Linked DNA regions of Mus musculus: region 2 is linked to region 1. The links are chromatin contacts, called in public promoter capture Hi-C maps. All regions are on one chromosome and are shown on one strand. Each heading gives the region's core, a stretch centred on a gene start, on an enhancer-like site or on the middle of the called end of the contact. The rest is flanking DNA. Distances are from core to core; before and after follow the strand shown. Region 1 holds the start of Tent5c (terminal nucleotidyltransferase 5C). Region 2 holds the start of Cd101 (CD101 antigen).

Region 1 (2,803 bases), core at 98-2,597:
TTCTGGCTCCCTCGCTGCCTTGCCAAGCAAATTACAGTGGAAGTTGTTGTAGCCAGCAATGGCCACCGTCACCCTCCTTCCCAGAGTAGCGGGGCAGCTGGGGACCTAATTTAGGAGGATTTGACCATCTTAACTTTATTTCCAGAACACCAAACTCGTCATAATTCAAACTATTACATACACAGCTATTCTTAAAAAATCAGTAAGTCTATTAAATCTTTCGTTGTAAGCACTTTATCCTCAATTGAGGGAGGGGCTTAAGACTTGGGTCCGGGCTCTGAACGGTTTCTCCACATTAAAGGTTGAGAGGAGAGAAAAGAGGCCTAGACCACCTAGGGATGACAATCGATGCTGGTGGAAGTTTTGCGTTCTTGAAAAACCAACTAGGCATTTCCTCACCAGCCCTCCAGGACTTTGCGGTCTCCTGCCCTCCAGCCTGCCCGCGCTAGGTGTAAAGGCTACCAGCTGGTACTGCAGGTTCCTCAACTTCTTCCTATGGAGAAGGCTCTCACCCTCCTCGCAAACTGCGCTAAAGAAGTTCCCTGACCCGGACGATCCGGGAGCCGCGCCTCTAAGCCACCGACAGCACCGCTATCAGAGTCAACGGACTGACTACATGGCTTTCAGCCTACGCAGTAAGCGACTTTCGATCCCCAAAGGGGAGGAACCAGGTTTCACAGCCGCTGAATTCTCGAGAAGTTTCCGAGAGACGCGCAGCTTCGATCATTTGGCCGCGCTGGGTGTCCACAGTCCCAAAGGGAGAAGGATCTCAGCCGCCATCCCGGGCACCGAGCCCAGGAAACTGCCCTCCCCTCGCCGGCCAGGCTTTAGCCCCGACCGCTGCGTCTTCATCTGCGCCGCCAAAACCGCGGGGTTCAAAATCGCCCGGGTTCCGGGCTCGGTGTGCGCGCCACAGGGGCGCAGCTCAGAGCCGGAGCACCGACTAGGTGCAGGGAAAGAGCCCCCTACACTCCGGCTGCCGGGGCAGCAGGAACTCGCCCAAGTTTGCCAAAGCCCGGCCACGGTCTCCGAAAAGTTTGCCTCCTTCACAGAGGAAAGTTTGCGTGAGGGACGCGGGAGCCAGGCGGGTCCTGACACCTGCTGGCATCTCTCCTCCATCCCCGGGGCATGCCACCAGGCTCTGCCGGGACTGACCCTAAGCGGGAAAGCGCGGCCCCCCCCGCCCCCCCCGCCCCGGAGGACCGCAGCAGCATCCTCCCACCTGCGGAGGAGGGGAGTGTGGACTCACCTGGGCGTTGGAAGAGGAGGTGACTGAGGCAGGTGGTTGGCGTGGGCAGCCCCCAGCAGGAGCGGAGCGGAGACTGCGGCCCCTAGACAGCTGCGGCGAGTGAGCGGTCCGGCCGCCGCCCCCTCCGATCTTAACCGGCCTGACCACTCCCCCGCGCCTCCCCGCCCCTGCCCCCGCCCCGCGGCCGGCCTCCCGGGGGAGCCAGGGCGGGGCGCGCCGGCCGGGGCCCCGCGGGATCCTTGCGCCCCGCGCTGACGGCGGGGGGCCGGACGAACGCCGCCCTCTGATTGGCTCCTCGGGTCAATGGTTGCCGAGAGACGAGTAAACCTCGGGCGGCGCAAAGGGGCGGGGTGACCAAGAGGCAGCGTTGCGCAGGCGCAATAGAGAGGTGCTTTGTGGGCGGCGAACTAACTTTGGGGTTGAGGGCACAATTTTCCTCTGTCCTCTCCGCTCCACTCTGCCGTCTTCTTTAGCTTTCCCTTGCCTAGACTGTCCTTCCCTCTACCCCGCTTGCTCCCTGGCGGGCGCGTCTTCTTTCAAACTTTTAGGCGCTCCTCGCCCCAGTGCTCTCTGGTTTCCGGGAGCCGGGAGTGGAAGCCCACGCCTGCCTCGCGCGGTGTTTGTGAAGTCGGAAAACTCTTAGGTGGGCCCTGGAAAAATCTTTCTGATTCCTCGAACAAATTGGCTGGAGGTGAGGTCGTGGTCCTGGGGGGAAGGAAGCAGCTGTGGCCGCGCGGACCACCTGTGTGCAATTGGCGATCCCGGGAAGCTATCGCCAAAGCCTTAAGCACAGCAGCTCAGCTCTCCAGAGAGCAGCGCTGGTCTTTGCTGCTTGTTACTGCTCGCAGGTGTGGGACACACACACACACACACACACACACACACACACACACACACACACACACTCACTCACTCACTCACTCACACACACATAGTTGATGGCTCACACACACACACACACACACACTCACTCACTCACTCACTCACTCACACACACATAGTTGATGGCTCCGCTGTGGAACTCTCCTTCACCACTTAATTACCCGGAAGGCCTTGCAAGAAGCTATTGTGGTTTGGTCTTTATTTTAAGACAATGCCTCCTGAACCCCAGACAGGCCTCTAAGTAGCCTTGGCTCACCTTTAACTGATCCACCTCTGTGCACCTCCCAACTGCTGGGATTATAGGCGTGGTCTACCACGCCCAGCTTTACTGACCGTCTTGACCTATCCTCCAAAAACACTATTTCCCATCTGTATTATGGGAGGAAGGACGAGATAACCGTGAGATCAATATTATGGAAATAGCTATTAATCATGCACTGCTTGCTAAAAAGTTCATGCCAGGTACTAAATAAATCAGAAAGCAGTCGTTAATAAACACTTGTTGAGTTTCGTTTGACCCTCTCCTGGGTACTGGGGCCTAGATGGCTTCCCGAATCGGTGCTCTCTTCTGCCCTCTCCACCTCTGTGGAGCGTGAGTATCCGTATCCAGCAGTGTCTGCTAGGCTATGAAGAGTTCTCACACATGCACATGCTTTCTCTGGTAGGGGAGGC
Region 2 (2,846 bases), core at 293-2,792, 540 kb after region 1:
CAGTCACTGGCATGTGGTCCTAATACATCCCCTTGCAGGCTTCCTGTCTTCTTCTCAGGCCCCAGGTCTGATCCTCACCCATAAGCTCACTGAGATGTGATCCTGGTTCAACTCCACCAGAGCTTGCTGGTCTACCTTAGTGCCGGATGGTACGTGCCCTTCATCTTTCTTATAAAGCTACAGCCTTAGCCACACCGATTGTAGCTCAGCCCAGTTCCTCCCTCATCCCGGCTACCACAGTCTCTTCACAAACTCCACCCAGTTTCTGGGAACCAAGACTTTTAAACTTGAACCAACCTACAGTTAGGATTCAAGGGTCCTTAAAACAGGGTGAAAAAGCCCTTTAATCTTTATTCTCATTAATCTCCAATGGAAATGTCCTATTTCCCTTCAGTGATGGATGCAGACGTGTAACCATAGCTACTTGCATATTATATGGCAATTTTTGTAGACATATTAGAATATTCTCTTCATACCCACCACTTCTCTGAGCTTGGTGATTAAAAAATGGTCCTCCAGACCTTGTTGTATAGCACATAAATAAGAATGGAAATGAACACATTATGATTTATTTTTAAATATTGTTTATTCACTATAAAATTCAGGTAGGCCTACTTTAGGCTTCTACTAGTGCTGTGATTACAGGTGCCATCACATTGGCACTGAAAATATTTTGATAACTTTATTTCAATAAGGCCAGTTTATACTATAGTCCTATGCATTTTATAATATGCATTTATAAGTTACACTGAGATGATCTTTGTATGTGGCACACAGCCTGCCTGTTAACTGCTCTACATGGTAAGGAACTATTTTGTTCCCTGCTAAATTCACCTGTTTCTTCCCTTTATCTCCAAGTTTTTCTTCTTCCATCCTCTTCAAATATGCAAAAGTATCCCTGGGCCAGATAAAGGCCCTATATGGGCTTTAGTAGAGCCAAGTAATTGTTCTGATCCTTCTCTGTCTCTCTCTTTAGCTCTCAGAAAAAGTCTAGAACCTTCTTTTAGCTTGACCTAAACTACACGGTACTCTTAATGCTTTTTCTTCTACCTAAGTCACATCCACAAGGCACACACATCTAGTTACACCCTAACATCAGGCAACCCTTGAGGCCTCTTCGTGTGTCAGTGAAACCTCTTCATCTCCCACGGGATGCTCAGCCCAGGAAGGTAAAGTAAAGCCAGGGCCATGCAAAGCTCAAAGACAAGCTTGAAATAAAATACAATAGGTACCCAGGATATAACAAAGTCTTCCATTGCCCCCAGTCACAAGGATGCATAAGGAAGCCTTAAAACCGTCATCAATAAGTAAAAGATTGGCACAAAGTCAGAAATCTATAACCTAGTCTTTCCTGTGAAGACCAACTTGGCCTGCTCCCTCACCCAGCAGCCTCTGGATGACAAGCCCCTGTATGGTAGAAACATCAAAGTTATAAGACTTACTTAGAGAGAGAAAGAGAGATGCCACACACAGGATGCATGCCATCTGGACCGGCACAGCTTTTTCGGGCAGCGTCACTGAACTTGCTCAGAGGCTGAGTGACAAAATTCAGTGCTGCCACAGCAAAGGTAAAGAGGAAGCTATGGTGTGGTTTTCAGCCCACTGAGAGACCTTTGCAGAAAGCAAAGGTGGCTGCATTTACAGTCACTTAGACTTGGGTATGAAGTAAGGAGTTATCTTCACGGTGAAGGAAACCCATACAGATGAAGGAGACCCTGGGGCTCCTCCTGCCTAAAGAGGAAGGAATTTCAGAAATCTGAGTGAATGAAAAAATCGAGAAATGTTCTGCTCCCTTCTTGAGGGAGGAAGCATGAGAGGAGCCCCTGGAATCCATGAACTCGGGGGGCCCCATGAGGTATAAAAATGGGAGGTCCCAGAGGCAGGCTGTCTGAAGTGTGGGGTGTAGTCTGTTATCAGCTGTGTGATACCACCACCCCCAGGATTGCAAAAAAAAAAATGTCATTGGTTTAAGCACTTAGAACAGTATTTGGTCCACAGTAGTGTTCAATGGCTATCACCTCCCATCATCACCACCAGCAGACTCTGAGTTGATGTTTATCTTCCCAGGGTGGGTCTGGAGATCAAGGATAGCAGAAGTGTGCCTCCATGCAGCTACTGGCACTGAACCCGGGGTAACTGAGTGGTCGAGACCTAGAAGACAAAATCACATCCCTGAGGACACTGCCTCAGACTCTGCGATCTGGTACAGCACAGACCTAGGCAGATTAGGAATAATTTAGTCTGTTTCAGGGCACAGTAACAGGCAGATTCTTGCTTGTTCTGTCCATCCATCTATCCATCTACCATTCATCCATTTATCCATGCATTCATCCATTCACCATCCATCCATTCACCCACCCACTCCATCCACCCAAATATCCATCCATCCATTCACCCACCCACCCCAGCCATCTATCCATCCATCCATCCATCCATCCATCCATCCCATTCATACATACATACATACATACATACATACATACATACATACATACAGTCTTTTTTTTTTTGTCGTCCCATGTCTGGTGTTGTGGTACAACTTGCACATATACAAAGATATTCATAACCTTTCCTTTATCCTCAGGAAATGCCTTTTTAATCAGATGACCACCAATACAATGTGTTTACATACTATGGGACATATAAAGGCAGAGAAAGAAGTTGGTGCACAGGAGGGGAGGTCAGGATGGATTGTACTGGGCCAAAGAGACAACTAGAGGGAAAAAAAAAAGAAGCGCATCAGGCACAGTTGGGAAATACTCTAGCCTAGTAGATAGGGGTTGCTGACTGTCTCTTCCTGTTGATGACACTTGGGGCTGGTATGAAGAAAGAGAGTCTAGAGCTTG

The links. Capture Hi-C pulls out chosen DNA fragments and counts their contacts.
Region 2: a promoter capture Hi-C map of adipose tissue shows a contact between it and region 1. The contact joins the promoter of Cd101 here to the promoter of Tent5c in region 1. A contact is called at or near these places in 1 of 115 datasets of contacts at active chromatin or transcription factors (pancreatic cancer cells) and 1 of 9 other capture datasets (adipose tissue).

The regions. Positions count from the first base shown.
Region 1 is chr3:100,487,845-100,490,647 of GRCm38.p6, forward strand. It overlaps Tent5c (terminal nucleotidyltransferase 5C), which reads right to left and starts at 1,348. Exons shown (of 2, transcript NM_001142952.1): 1 at 1,250-1,348.
Region 2 is chr3:101,028,011-101,030,856 of GRCm38.p6, forward strand. It overlaps Cd101 (CD101 antigen), which reads right to left and starts at 1,543. Exons shown (of 9, transcript NM_001167906.2): 1 at 1,443-1,543. The coding sequence starts at 1,485.